2 separate regions of the Xenopus tropicalis genome follow, and region 1 is linked to region 2. The links are chromatin contacts, called in public Hi-C maps. All regions are on one chromosome and are shown on one strand. Each heading gives the region's core, a stretch centred on a gene start, on an enhancer-like site or on the middle of the called end of the contact. The rest is flanking DNA. Distances are from core to core; before and after follow the strand shown.

Evidence for each region. A called contact is a pair of places that touch in the nucleus more often than the background predicts.
Region 1: a Hi-C map of gastrula embryo shows a contact between it and region 2, with 2.3 times the contacts expected there. The contact joins the promoter of hic2 here to the enhancer-like site in region 2. A contact is called at or near these places in 4 of 5 Hi-C or Micro-C datasets (brain, gastrula embryo, liver and 1 more).

What each region holds. Positions count from the first base shown.
Region 1 is chr1:153,754,357-153,761,544 of UCB_Xtro_10.0, reverse strand. hic2 (hypermethylated in cancer 2 protein) reads left to right here and starts at 4,169. Exons shown (of 2, transcript XM_002931886.5): 1 at 4,169-4,444.
Region 2 is chr1:153,711,783-153,718,871 of UCB_Xtro_10.0, reverse strand. No RefSeq gene overlaps it. Among named protein-coding and RNA genes, the nearest start is that of hic2, 42 kb to the left of the region's middle. Within about 2 kb of position 2,306, at least 10 of the 11 cell types and tissues checked have an H3K27ac peak or open chromatin away from gene starts, as enhancers often do. A contact at or near this core is called in gastrula embryo, liver and neurula embryo, where this site is marked.

The DNA.
Region 1 (7,188 bases), core at 2,920-5,419, 41 kb before region 2:
GTCTGTCTATTTTTGTGAAAATACAGGATAATTCACTTCTAAAAATAACTGGAATGATAATTTGTTTAGCACTATATATGCTTAATTTATACATGACCAGTATTATTTGCACTTAACTGCACTAAGTTGCTAACTTAGGTTATGATAAAGGTTACTAAAATATACAGGTCTAAATTATTTTTTTTATTAAAATAGTAAAATATATCAAGCTGGCAGAATGCATGACAGATGACCAATAGACAACAATCAACAAGCAGCATGAAAATATCTAATAATAATCCATAACCAGTATGGCAAACTTTTGCCTGCCCTGGGAAAACTTTCTTTCAACTGACAATAATAGATTGATCTGTTCCCAGTCCCTTTACCGTTCCATATAGTCTTTCTATTCCAACTACTTTAGTTGTGATTTATAATGGGTATAAATACTTAATTTAATTGTTTTCCCAAATAGATAAAATGGTAAAAAAGACCTTCAGACAAGGGACACCCACTCTGTATTTTTATTTTACAAGCTTTATACTTTAAGTGGGTTCTATTCCAATAACTGTGTGCATAACACCAATCAGACATGTGCCTTAAGATTGCAGTCCTGAGTACATGTACTACAATACAACTATAGTGAAAACAAAGGGCAATCTTATATAGAGATTTTTAAATGATGGTTGCTTCTTAGCAGTTCACTTTATGAGCTACATGCCATTTCCCTCCTTCCCGCCGTTTTGCACTTCTTATTTGGCTGCATGTGTTTTTATTACTCTGGCTTCAACTCTGTGGTGTGTTACATAGAATATACAATGATTACCTAAATCATGATTATCTCATACTTAGATTGTAAGCTCGGGGGCAGGGACCTCCTTCCTACTGTGTCTCATACCACATGGCACATATATATATATATATTTATTGTATTTATTTATAATATCATTTGTCCTCCCTGTGTGTAATTTTGTATTCTTTAAGATTGTACAGCGCTGCGTACCCTTGTGGCACTTTATAAATAAAGTTATACATACATACATACATACATACTTCTGAAATGTGATTAAATCTCATGTTCATAGATGGTTAGCTTGAAATGCCCAGGCTACTTCTCCCAGATGTCTTGTTGCTTCAAGTGAACCAAATCTCATATTCATTATTGCCAAGGTCTCACTTCTGGATCTGCAGTACCTAGTGTATAACAAATGCCAGCATAGGCAGAATGATTTCTTTTTGTCTATAGAAACATCTGATCACATTGAACAACATTCTCACAGAACTGCCTCCTGGGGTCTCATTGAAACATGCTGGCCTGAAATTGACCACACTGCCCTACAAAATGCAACATAACCAACTCATTTACATTACCAAATCGAGTACTGTGAATGCAACAAACATCTCTTTACTTGTCAATTTACAAAGCAAATGAGTGTTTTACAAAGTGTACAGAAGACACCAGATATACCAAATATGGACTCAGTTCCTCCTTCTGGCTCTCTTCCTATGAGCAACGTCACAGACTTAATAACCAAGCCCATTTGGATTTGAAAACAAAGTAAAAAAATAAATAAACAGGTTCCTCAGTGACTTGGTGTTAGATCATTACAGGATATTTTGATGCTGAGTCAGAAAGGCTGGCTTGTAATGAACACTGAACCTTTAACTCTTTTGCCAAAGGCCTTTCTAAGAATTAAAGCCACAGCCCATACATGAGGAAGTTCTTAATATTATAATTATTTTATTCCCCCTTTAAAGTTACCACAATGGTTTGAATGATGAGAATAAATACTTAACTGTGTTCTGCTCTGGTTGTACCTGTTGGATTCTCTCATACCACCAATGACCTACTTACATTTATTAACCCCTTTAGCGCCAGAAGTGGCAGTAATGCATGTCAGTTTACCAACTTTGTGTAACAGCATTTTCTCTGAATGACTGCCAAGAACATAAATGGATTCATACTGATCTGTTCTCTTGTACAAAAGCAGATTAGCATTGCAGTTTTACTATCTTGATAGCATCTATGATTCTAGCACAATAAATGGGATGGTAATTGGCATAACAACTGTAAATTGCAGCTCTAAGGCTAAGGACCCACGGAGAGAGTTAGTCGCCCACAATATAGTGCTGCTACTGTGGGCGTTTAACTGCTCCGAAATGCCTTTCCACCGGTAATGATAGGAGGAAACTTTGCACGACTTTGGAAAGCCAAAGCCTATTGTTATTTTGGGGTGGTTATTCACCCGCTGTAGCAGCGATCTATCTTGCCTGCATATTTTATATATGTATATACATATATATATTTGGATTAATAAGCTTTTTTGTTTTTCTTGAAGTCCCTGTATGTGCGGCATTCTGTCCTTCTGTTACAAATTGTAGCCAGCACCTGGGGCAGTTGGTTGTTTGTGGGGTGTGCGCCTTCTGCTGTTATATATATATACATATATATATATATATATATATATATATATAGCAAAAAAGGGAAAGTTATGCTCAACCACTACATTTTAAACCATTAGGTGGGGGTGCAATGAGGTTGTGACCACAAAATACATCTAGACAACAACAAGAGATCCTCTTGAAGTATATAGCAATATATGGAAAAAAAATCCCTGTTTTGCTTAAAGGGGAGGGCATTTATTGGTAGCTTAATGCACAGAATGTCTTAATGTCCTATATATATTGAAAATGGGTGAGTGCAGAGGATCTCCTCTGTTGTCTATACATATACACAGTATATATACACATCCATAGGGTGGCACACTGCTTCAAAAATGAAAAACAAAACATGTATTCAGTAGGACCAAAACGTAACGTTGGCTGTATGTTCCTACAGAACACACATTTGGTTTTTCATTAAAATCTCTGGTGTTGTTTAGGCAACAAGATGACACTAATGAAACAGGAATTTCTGGGGTGCTGGATAGGTATATTGACCAGATAGTATGCTACAGACACAAATATTTCCTGCACTAATAACCTTAATTTAGATAAATGCATAAAAACCTCCAAAGGCTCACTGCACAATAAACCTTTCTTTTGCCAGAAAGGAAAGGTCCCAACAAGAAGCCTCCTCTAATGAGGCAAACAGGAGTAACATATCTATTCTTACACTTGGAAAAAGGACTAATATACAGAACTAAAGGCAACTGTTTTTCCCTCTGCACAGAAATGGCATAATGAGATATTTTACCTGAACTATTTAGTAAGGATTAAAGTAGCCTGACAACATAATAGAAGCACAAATAATATGTATTGATGGTTGTTGTTGCTGAATTCATGAGAGCCGGTGAGCTGATTCTAAACATTTAAAAACAAAAGGGCTCACAACTGCCATCAAGGTACTTATATGTATATATATTCAAGAGCCTGGTATACAGCTGACATCTGATCTCCATTGCAGGAGGCGCACAGACTTGCCCATAAGGAAGGGGGGTGGCGGGTGAGGCCTTTGTAGTGGCCCATCATTCCTACCTTATTATGCACGAATGCCAGACCATCTCCATATACAAGGACACACTGCCCCCACCCTACTATTAGTCACAAAATGTATATACCCCATATGCAAATGGTAGTCTGAAGGGGCCTCAGCTGCTGCATGTAAAAAAAAAAAAAAGCATTTGTATGACCGAATGTAATACTGGGTGATGAGGAATGATGCATTACAGCTGAATGACCCAAGGGACCATGCTTCCTGGAGTGAATGTTATGTGCATGCACACATACATTATATATAGTCTTAAGAGAATTTGGATGCTTACACAAATGACCCTTTTAATTGTATTTTCCATTGCAGAAATCAACCCCACCATACAGCATAATAAGCAAAATAATAACCAGATAAAAACAGTTTATTAACAATGTTGCAAATAGTTTAAAATAAATTAAAAAAATATATATATAGGGACTTCTGATGCCCAGTAAGAGGTATCCCCTTTATTTCTGTTTAGATGTATCATATATATGTGTGTATATGTATGGCATAAGTGTTTTGCAGAGTCGCCCTCTTATCCCGTGCCTTCGCACCCCCACCTTTCCCTTGTGCGTTGCCTTGCCTGTTCTTATTACACCTATTATTTTACCCTCTTGCCCTAGGTCTTTCCTCCCCCACCCGTGCCCTCTTCTTACTCCTGTGCTTGCCCCGCCCCCTGTGCCCTCCTCTTGCGTGCCCGCCCGCCCTCTCTCCCTTCTTACTCCCGTGCCCTCCTATCTGGTGTGCTGTTCTCTCCTCCATGCCAACAATCTCGCTACCTCTTCCCTCCCGTATGCTCCGCTCCCCTGTGCCTTCCGTGTCCCTCCCTCTCGTACACTCCACCCTCCCTCTCTCTCCCCCTCACTCCCTGGCTCCTATTCATATTGCAGGTCAGGGGTGAGTCCCCACGTCACGCTGGAAGATGGCGGCCGGGCGGTTGTGAGATGAGGAGCTCGGGTAGCGCTGACAGAGCCCCTCACATGCAGTAAGGTAAATGGGGGGCAGTGGGCAGGGTGCTTATTGGAACGGAGGGTTTGGGCTTTGGTTATGTCGAGCAGGGCGGCGGACACTTTTGTTTAGTTGCTGGCTATTAGTGGGGCTGTGAGTGGAAAAGGGGAGCCGTGGGGTTACAGTGAGTGGGGTACATTGCCCGGCACCAGCGGGACGAGTTGGCGGTGACACGTGTGTGGCGCAGGTTCCCCGGCCAGTACCAAGGCTTCAGGGGGGTGGGGGTGCACACGAAAGGGATGCGGCTATAGGGTCTCCGCTTTTGCCCATGGGGTGAATGTACTCTGCCCGCACCCTACAGATGCACGGAATGGGAGTGTTTGCTTTTGTGCGTGCCCGGGGCTGTATGGGAACATCCATGTGTGCATGGGGAGAGGCAACGTTCAATGAGTTTTTTTCTTTTTGTGTGTGTGTGCGCGCTGGGGTGCGGGAGTAGGCATGGGGGAGTTTGAGTGGGCACATGGACACGGGTTTGAGTGTATGGGGGGGGGGGGTAGTGTTATTGGTGAAGTATTTCTCATGCAATTCGGAGGAGGGGGAGGTTGGTATATTGTGTGGACAGTAGGTGTGTAGGGTGGGTGTGGAGCTGATCTTATCCTAATCACTTTGCTGCTGCTGCTGCCAGCTGGCCCCCTTCTCTCCCCCCCCCTCGCCTCACCACTGGCACTAAGTGGGTGGCTCAGGGGGAGGGGATGTCTTTAATCCTCAAGGAATATATTTACCCCCAAGCATAGTGGCAGTTGCCCACCCCAATTTTAACCCCTTTGTTGCTTGACAGCTTGGTATATACTGTTTTGTTGCCATTACTGTATGTGCCCCTCATACATTCTGTAAGGAGACACTGAAGGCAATGGGAGTATGTGGTGCAAATGCTTTTTTTTTTCTATAAACTGTACAGTCAAGCCTTCTTATTAGAGGAGCCACATTATGTATGTATGTATGTATGTATGTATGTATGTATAACTTTATTTATAAAGCGCCACAAGGGTACGCAGCGCTGTACAGTCTTACAGAATACAAAATTACACACAGGGAGGAAGAGTGATATAATAAATAAATACAATAAATACATATATGTATGTATATATATATATATATATATATATATATATAAGTGCCATGTGGTATGAGACACAGTGGGAAGGCATTTTTAACACAGCCTTTTCTTTTGTACATCTGAATATATGCAATACATTAAAGCAGTTATTACAAACAAGGGCACACACAAAAATAAATATGCACAGAAAAAAAGCTTAAGTGGCACAGCACTGGAGTAAGTATTTCTATGCCCTGTAGAGCTTACACTCCAAAAAGTTTTTTTGTTTGTTTTTTTTAATCCACTTATAAATGCAACTTTTTTTTAGTGCATTTGTTTTAGGCTTGCAAATAAAATATTAAACACCCAGTTACTAAATAACACATAATTCCCTTTTTATAATTAGAAAGAGTATTGGCTTGCTTACTAGCTGTTAATACACGTCAGTTGTCTAGATTTATAATTTTATCTACTCCCTTCTGGCACATACAAGGTAATCTACCTACCGTAATTAATATAAGAACTGTAATCAGTGTTTGCCCCACGCTGTGGCACTAACTTGGAGCTCTGTGAAGCCTAGAAAGGGTTAACTTGTTAGAACGTTGGCTCACTACGTATGTGATCTTCATGCTTCTCACGCATGTGTGTGTTATAGGGATGGGAACCTGCTCTGCTATGGTATTAAGGTAAATAAGAATATCTGCTACAGGCATATTCTGTTTTAGCAGTTGGGTATGGGAGGGTGCATGGGGCGTGTTTGTGCTGAACCTTCTTAGATACACAGTAAAATAAGCAAGTGCCACATTTTTACTTCTGTTTGTTATCTGTTGCTTTTATTTTGTGGATTTGCAACGTTTTTTTTTTTTTTTTACGCTGGAGATCAATATTTATTGCCCTGTAAGGGAGAGGAAGTATGATGCTCTATTTTTTTCCTTTTCTTATCTTGCCCTATGCATAAGCATGGGTTGTACTGCAGTGTCATCTCTGTAGGCAGTTATAAAATGTTAGACAATTCTTGTATGACAGATTTTAAAAAGATCTTTTAAAAAAAATCTTAATAATCTTGACATCAGTGCATTCATGTGGGTGATCCCTAGGAGCCTCTTGCAACAAGATTTATTCATATTGGTTTTTAGACATAAAAGTGAATAGGTTTCATTACTGTCTATGGAACCGTTTACACTAGAGATTCAAAGCTTGATGGCACTGATCAATATTGTTGCAAACAGCTGGATTCTCTATAATGATATGCGTTTTTGTGACATTGCCGTTTTGGTGATTGAAAGACTTGGTCCCCTCTGCTAGGTAAAAGGTGAGAACTTCCATGTTTCATTGCTATCAGAGGAAGACTTTTCAGGGCCTGGCTGCATTACAGTGTACAGATGTGTACACATGTATAGCATTTCTGAGTCCAGCAGTGTCGCTTAAGGAAACAATGCTCCAATGTTGCCACACAATGCAGTCAGCAGATGGTAATGGGGGACACTGCAGGGCACTGTTTAAGTCTAGTTAGGCTCATTTACCAACACTGGGTAAATTTGCACATGGGCAGTAACCCATAACAACCAATCGGTGATTAGCTTTGTTGAGCTGAAGGTAAAACATTAAAATTACAATGCATTACTGCCCAGGTGTAGATTTGATTTGGTAAATTAACAAGATTTAATATCTAATAGCTAAGTTATTCTTC
Region 2 (7,089 bases), core at 1,057-3,556:
CAATGACTGCTAAAAGCCTATGTTCAGACAGGATTGCAGTTTAGTCACAGTGCCGCTGCATTTCCTTGATGCCAGGCGTCTAAAAGCAGCACAGAACAATAAGCTCTAATCTTTGCTCACACGTGCATGCAATATAGAACAATGTATTTATAGGGTCATATAATGTGTGCTGGTTTCTCTGCAATGTATCTTATGCGATACATTCACAAGGCCTGATCTCATGTACATACAGGGCTGCCCCTCAGGCTGATGCTGCTCTCCAGCTTTTCTCATTCAGTAAGATGTTTATCCAATAAACCACAGGTTTGTGGGGGGTGATGTAGGTAAAACCATGATATATTTCATTCTTGAACTGCTCACGCCTTGCCCATTGCCCAAAGCTCTGCATCCATGTTCCCTCCCAAGAGTCTCTTGAACTTCTGACCTGCTGTAAGATGTCAGCAGCATTATACACAGTGAGTCACCCAATGTGCCCAAGTGGGGAGGGGGGATAGCCAGATGTAGTGGGAGGCCTTATGCTGCCCTAAGGCTGATCATTCCAAATTCAGTTCTTTCATGAAATGGCCCAAATGTAAATGTATCTGCCCTGCTCTCTCCCTCTGTCATTAGTTGTGTTAAAACCAACTACTGGGCCCTAGGAATAGAGCTTATCTAGCTTTGTTTCATCTATATAATAAATTATGTTTGTGGCTTTAAAAATGACTTTGCTTAGCATATTAGGTAGAGTTAAAATGTTTACCCGGACACAACAAGCGTTACATTGCCTTGGTATATGTAGCACTTACTTCACATTTCACTGCATGGAGGTCATTTATTAACACTGGGCAAATTTGCATATGGGCAGTAATCCATAGCAACCAACAGTAAGGCTGATGCCACATGTGGCGTTTTTACGCTGCGTATTTTCTAATTCTCTCGGCGGCTGAAAAACGCCTGATATCATCATCCATAGAAATAGCTTGAAAAGACGCGAAGCAAACCACACAATGCGGAAATACGCTAGAAAACGCCTAAGCACGGATTTTTCAAGCGTTGGCTGAAATACGCCAGTACTTGCAAAGCAAGCTATTCCTATGGATACGCAAAGGCAGCTGCCAGACCTAGCGGAAATACGCGGCGTTTTTTTCTATTTCGCACTATTAGCACCATGGCAACAGGATTTGCTTACGTCACCAGTACTAGGCTGAAAAACGCCATGTGTGGCTTGTGCAGCGTTTTTAGGCTGAGAAAAAACGCCGCGTAAAAACGCCACGTGTGGCATCAGCCTTATTGTTACCACTGTTCTACTTGCAGATGGCAGAAACAAGGCAATTGCTGACTGGTTTCTGTTGGTTACTGCTTAGCAAATTTGCCCAGTTTTGACCAGTGAGCCCTACTGTTTAAAAGCCAGATTTTGGTAGCCACAACTTTCCCTAATCACAGTTATGTGGTTCCTTGTTTGGAATCACCATGGCAGTATCTGTTGCTTGAAAATGCTAACGTTTATGGTTTCAGGCAAAAGTTGTGCCAATATGCCAGATGCTGTAGGGCAAAAGGAGAAGTGATGGAAGACAATGCCACACCTTTTGTGGTTGGTACAATTCCACAGAAAAGTCCTGGCTACTAAACACTGACAAATCTAGTGTGTCATAAGCCCAGGGCTATCAGTGGGATGCTGATCAGTAACAGCTGGAGAGCCACAGGCTGAACATCCCTCATTCTTACAAGAAACGCATGTAACAATTCTTATTCTATATGATGTGCCCACCCTACATAATATATTGTTATGCTATATGAGAAGCCCTTCCTACATATTCCATAATGTGCTCATCATCCTATGTATTCCATTGTTATGTAATACTATATAATAAGCCCTTCCTACTATATTATACTATATCATTTCTCCCGTGTTATTATTGCAGCAAGGGATCTACGAATAAAAGGCTAGATAACGGAGCTAATCTCTTTCTGTACTGCATAAAGAATCCCCAGTGCCATCTCCCCATGTGCTGGCAATGAAGGGGTGAATGCCATCTCTCTCTCCCACCCCCGCCCCCCCATCTTGCGGTCCCAGCTGCCTGGTTGCTGTGGAGACGCAGCTTCGCGTTCATGCGGGCACAGAATGCAAGATGAGAGAGGCACAAGCATGAATAACAAAATATAGTAAGTGGCCCCGCCCCCTCCTATGACACGAGTGGACCATCCACCCAGCGGCGTGTGTTAGGGGCACAGGCAGAGCATGTAAGGAATGGGGGAGGGGAGCCCAGCGCTTCCTTTCGTGCGGGTATATAGCTCAGTCGGGGGATGAACTGGGAATGGATATGGAATTCCGTCAGGGATTCCTTCCAAACTCAGCCCTTGCACACAAGCCACATAGTTCTTCCCACTAAATTACTTTCTTTTTAGTAATAATGTCGGTAATTAAATTAACTTAGGAACGAAATATTTGTCCCAAAGAAGGGGAGTGACACTAAACTAATTTTGGCGCACTATTTTTTGAGTCAACGGATATGTTTCGGGCCAAGAGGCCAAGTGGGTATGTAGGGCGGGTATGTAGGATGGGATGTGTAACACGGTGAAGTGGTTTCCCGCGCAGTGTGAGGGGCTGACTGCCAGCAGAAGCAGTTGGTGCGGCAGATATTGCTCCTGCAGTCCCGCATATTGTATTAGGCAGCATAGGATGATATCTTTAATGCAGAAGAGCATTTATAGTGTTAACATTCAGCCCCACAGGCTCAGGGTAAAGCCAAAATACAGGATCTACGTCCTTTACCCCAATGCCAGTAATATATGTTAAGGTCCAGCAGATGTGTCTGCAGTCAATAGCTGTGTGAAAAAGTAAGAGCAAAAAAAAAAAAACAGACCAGAGGCATAATTATAGAAGAAAAGTAATTGCTGGGGGCCCCAGGAAGTGTAATTGCGGTACACATGCCTATTGGCGCTCAGTGGACATATGTACAACAACTACTAAATGCTCATAAGGCATTTTGGCCCCTTTAGCAGCCTGGGGGGTAATGAACATGTCAAAATAGCCTACATTGCCTTCAGCCACTTTATATGTACATAAATGAAAAATGTTCTGCATGTGGCAGACACTGGCCCAGTCAGATAGGGATATGTTAAATCAGGGTTCCCCAACCTTTCTAACTCGTGAGCCACAGTTTCAAAAGACTTGGAGAGCAACAAAAGCATAAAAGTTCATGGAGGTGCCAAATAAGGGCTAAGACTGGCTATTAGGCACACTGTCAGCTTACAGGAGGCTTTAGGCTAATGCCAGATGTGGCGTTTTTACGCTGCATATTTTCTCCGCCTAAAAACAGCACAACCCACACAGCCCCTGACTATGGCGTTTTTCAGCCTAGTACTGGTGACATAGCAAATCCCGTTTCCCATGATGCTAATAGTGCGAAATAGTAAAAACGCAGTGTATTTCCGCAAGGTCTGGCAGCTGCCTTTGTGTATACATAGGAATACTGTAGGTTGCTGTGCAAATAACGGCGTATTTCCTCAAACGCATGAAAAGTCAGTGGTAACGCGTTTCTAGCGTATTTACGCATAGTGTGTTGTCCATCGAGACTGTTTAAGTTATTTCTATGGACGATGATATCGTGCGTTTTTCAGCCGCCAAGAGAATTAGAAAATACGCAGCGTAAAAACGTCTCGTCTGGCATCAGCCTTAATTGGTGGTACATCATGTTTTTAACCAAAACTTGCTTCCAAGTCAGGAATTCAAAAAATAGCTACCTAGTTTGGGGGCACTGGGAGCAACATCCAAAGGGGTTGGTGAGCAACATGTTGCCCCTGAGCCACTGGTTGGGGATCACTGAGTTAAATATACACTATACAAATATAGTATATGTAGTATATATAGAGAATTCCCCATTCATTTAAATGAGAAGTGACTACAGCCAGGTAAAGGAGTGCAAAAATATAATGGGAATGCCATATTCCTAACCTAAAAGGTAGTGGATGATATTTAATTTTCTGATTGACTTGGCTTTTTCTTTAGTATAGGTTGTTTTTTTGCCAAATACAATGTCTTATTATGACTCTTGTTTTGCAGATTGTCATTGTGTCCATATTGGTATGAAAGGGACAAATGGCAATCACAATTAAAGTGTAAGTACCCTATTGCTGACTTCACATTTACACATGGAATTGCTTTAGTATTTGTGAATGCCAAGTCATTATATAAATAGCTGCAAAGCAGAAGGGATGCACATTGCATCATGGCAACATCTGCAGTATGGAGAGGAAGGTGGTGGTGGTTGTGCGTGTGGGTGAGGGGGGCAGGGGGCTTCCAGGCAGGGAGGTGCAGTGTGTGCAAGAAAGAGGTCAGCATGCAGGCTCAGTGTTAGCGGAGAGGGTGGCACGCTCCCCTGCAGTGTTTCCAGCTGCCTCTTCCCCACATGAGACTTTATGATCGCATTCTCTTCTATGTGTTAGACTGTGGGCACCCTGCCAGGTAGGGAGGCCCTGGATAAAGCTTTCCCTGGCAGGGAGCCTGGCTCTGTGCTGACATGTGCAGGGGGAGAGAGGTGTCAGGCAGCGCGTGGCGCTTGCTGTGTATATCTGATCAACAGATGTTAATGTACTGGTGCTGGCTTTCATTGGGCTACCCAGACACCCTGGGAATCACATCAAGTTTAGTGGCAGAGATTTCACCGTGAAAGGGGAAACAATGATCAGAGGCCACAGAAGATAGCTTGGTCGTCTGATCACCATTAAGGACCCTGGCACAATGCACTTGCAAAGAGTTGTATAGTTTGTGCAACACTTACTCCTTTTTCATTGTTTTTTTTCAGATTGCTAATGACTTTCAAGCTGCCTTTCCACTACAAAGGGCAGCACCGTCCCCCAATCTCTGAAACTTGCATTCATTTGACTCTCCCTCCTCCGCTCCCAATTTAATTAAGCACTTGCACCTTAGGGAATGGCCCATTCACAAAGATAGTGTCAGTGTGGACACTCCCAAATCAGCCTGAGGGATGCCAGCTTGCCTGGTGATATTGTAGCAGTTGCCAGGGGATAAGTGGTGGTGGCGGTGGTGAGCTGGGGAGGGGAGCTAATTAGTTAATTAGCCTGTTGCCTGCCACTGGCGACCCAGGCGTTCAAGTTAATGTATTATGGTGTTTCAGGGAGCATGTGTTTTATGTGCAGTTCCTTCAGGGCACAAAGGAAAAAAAGGAGGAAGCTTCTCTATCCCCACAGGCCAGGACTTGTCTACCCATCTCTGATCCCTCACCCACCCAGCTCCCATGTTTACATGACCAGCAGAAAGGAGCAGATGAAAGTAGGAAAAAGGGGGGTCTGTTTTTTCCTAAAATGCACAAACAAATGTTTCAAGTATAAAAGCACAGGAGCTTGTGTAAACTGAACCCATTTTTCTGCATCTTTCAGCAAGTCCATTATATGCATTTAGCCCAGGCATTCCCTATGGAGTTACACAAAGGGCGCTGAGCATTTGTTCTACGGCAGCTCTTCTACAGTTCTACAGATATCATTTGGTTGCAGGATGTCTTCATTTTTAAAGGGGAAGTAAGGTGTAGAAAACAGAAATGTGTTCTGTCTTGTCAAAGCAGCAAGATAAAAGGCTACCTTCTCTCAGTGATCACTATGTAGCATTTAGAAGGCTGACTGGGTTTTTATTATTGCTATTTTGTTTGTACTCTCTTCTTTTCATTTCTTAGTGTCATTCATACCACTTCTTGGTCATTAGAATCGCTGTCCCTAGCAACAAGATAATGTTTAAAGTAAGGTGACCAGGTCATCTTAAAAATCAAGGACATTATAGCCTTAATAATAACATATAGTCACATTTCTGCTGGTCAGCCGTCTGACTATAGATAACAGCTAACTACTGTGGAAAACAGAATATTGTAATTTATTTTGGAAGCTGCGATACACACAATTCAATTATGGTTTGCTTTATGGCAGCATCGGCTAAGTAAGCAATAGTTTTAGGGAGGGCCCTTCATTTCAGCAGGTGTGTTTGCCCCCCCATAGAAGAGACACATCTATAATTACTGCAGGGGATTCCAATGGGCTTGTGTTCAGAAAGACCAGTGTCTTTCTGAACACAAGCCCATTGGAATCCCCTGCAGTAATTATAGATGTGTCTCTTCTTATTAGATTAGTAAATATTACTAATAGCTGGCTTCAAATGGGTTTGAAATCTAATGTAGGAAGCTGCAGGAAATAATATAACAATTTCTATTCTTCATTAAACCCACAGGCAGGTACAAAAATGATTCAGTGCAACTGTGCTGTGTTACTACTAGCCATCTATAGTTATAGTTCTGCTGTTATCACTGGCCCTTTGTTATCATTTTCTCAGACTCTTTGCTCTTGCTTTGCAGCTTTTTTCTTACAGGAATACTGCCATCAGTCATACTTTACTGCTCAGCTGCAAGTTGGAGTGATATCACCCCCTCCCTTTCCCCACAGCAGCCTATCAGCAGAACAATGGGAAGGTAGATATAGGAATAGCAGACAATAGTGTGAAACCCAAGTCCAGTGTTGGACTCCTCCAGTTACATGGAAATAGGAAAAACAATAGGTTACCAGAAAGCAGTTCTAATGTGTAGCGCTGGCTGCTTCTGAAAGCTCAGACTCAGGCACAATGCATGAAGATGGCGCCTACACACCAATATTACAGCTAAAAAAAAATACATTTGTTGGTTCAAGAATAAAATGTTAAATGGTCGAGTGAATTATTTGCTATGCAAACAGTGTAATTTATAAATAAAAAGTATACCATAAAAATCACGACAGGATTCTTTTAAGCAACAATGCCCTTTCTCTTGTGCCAAATTTAGTTACAGGGGAAGAAATAAAGAGAGGTATCATTTATGTCTGAGCAAGATGAAATGGCTAAGGTCAGGTGGGTGGTTGAATCATTACACAAGGCCAGAGAGCAGTGCAGGGAATTGAAAGCAGTACATGGTTTCCAATGAATGCCGTCAGGCAATAATCTTCTGAATGGCTGATGTTTGTACACACAAGGCTATCCACTTAGAACTTGCATCAATTGGTTAATCTCACACTGTGTCTTTAGTTCACCAGAGGAAAAAGTGGCTCAGTGGCACCTCTGGCCTCCCAGGAATGAAT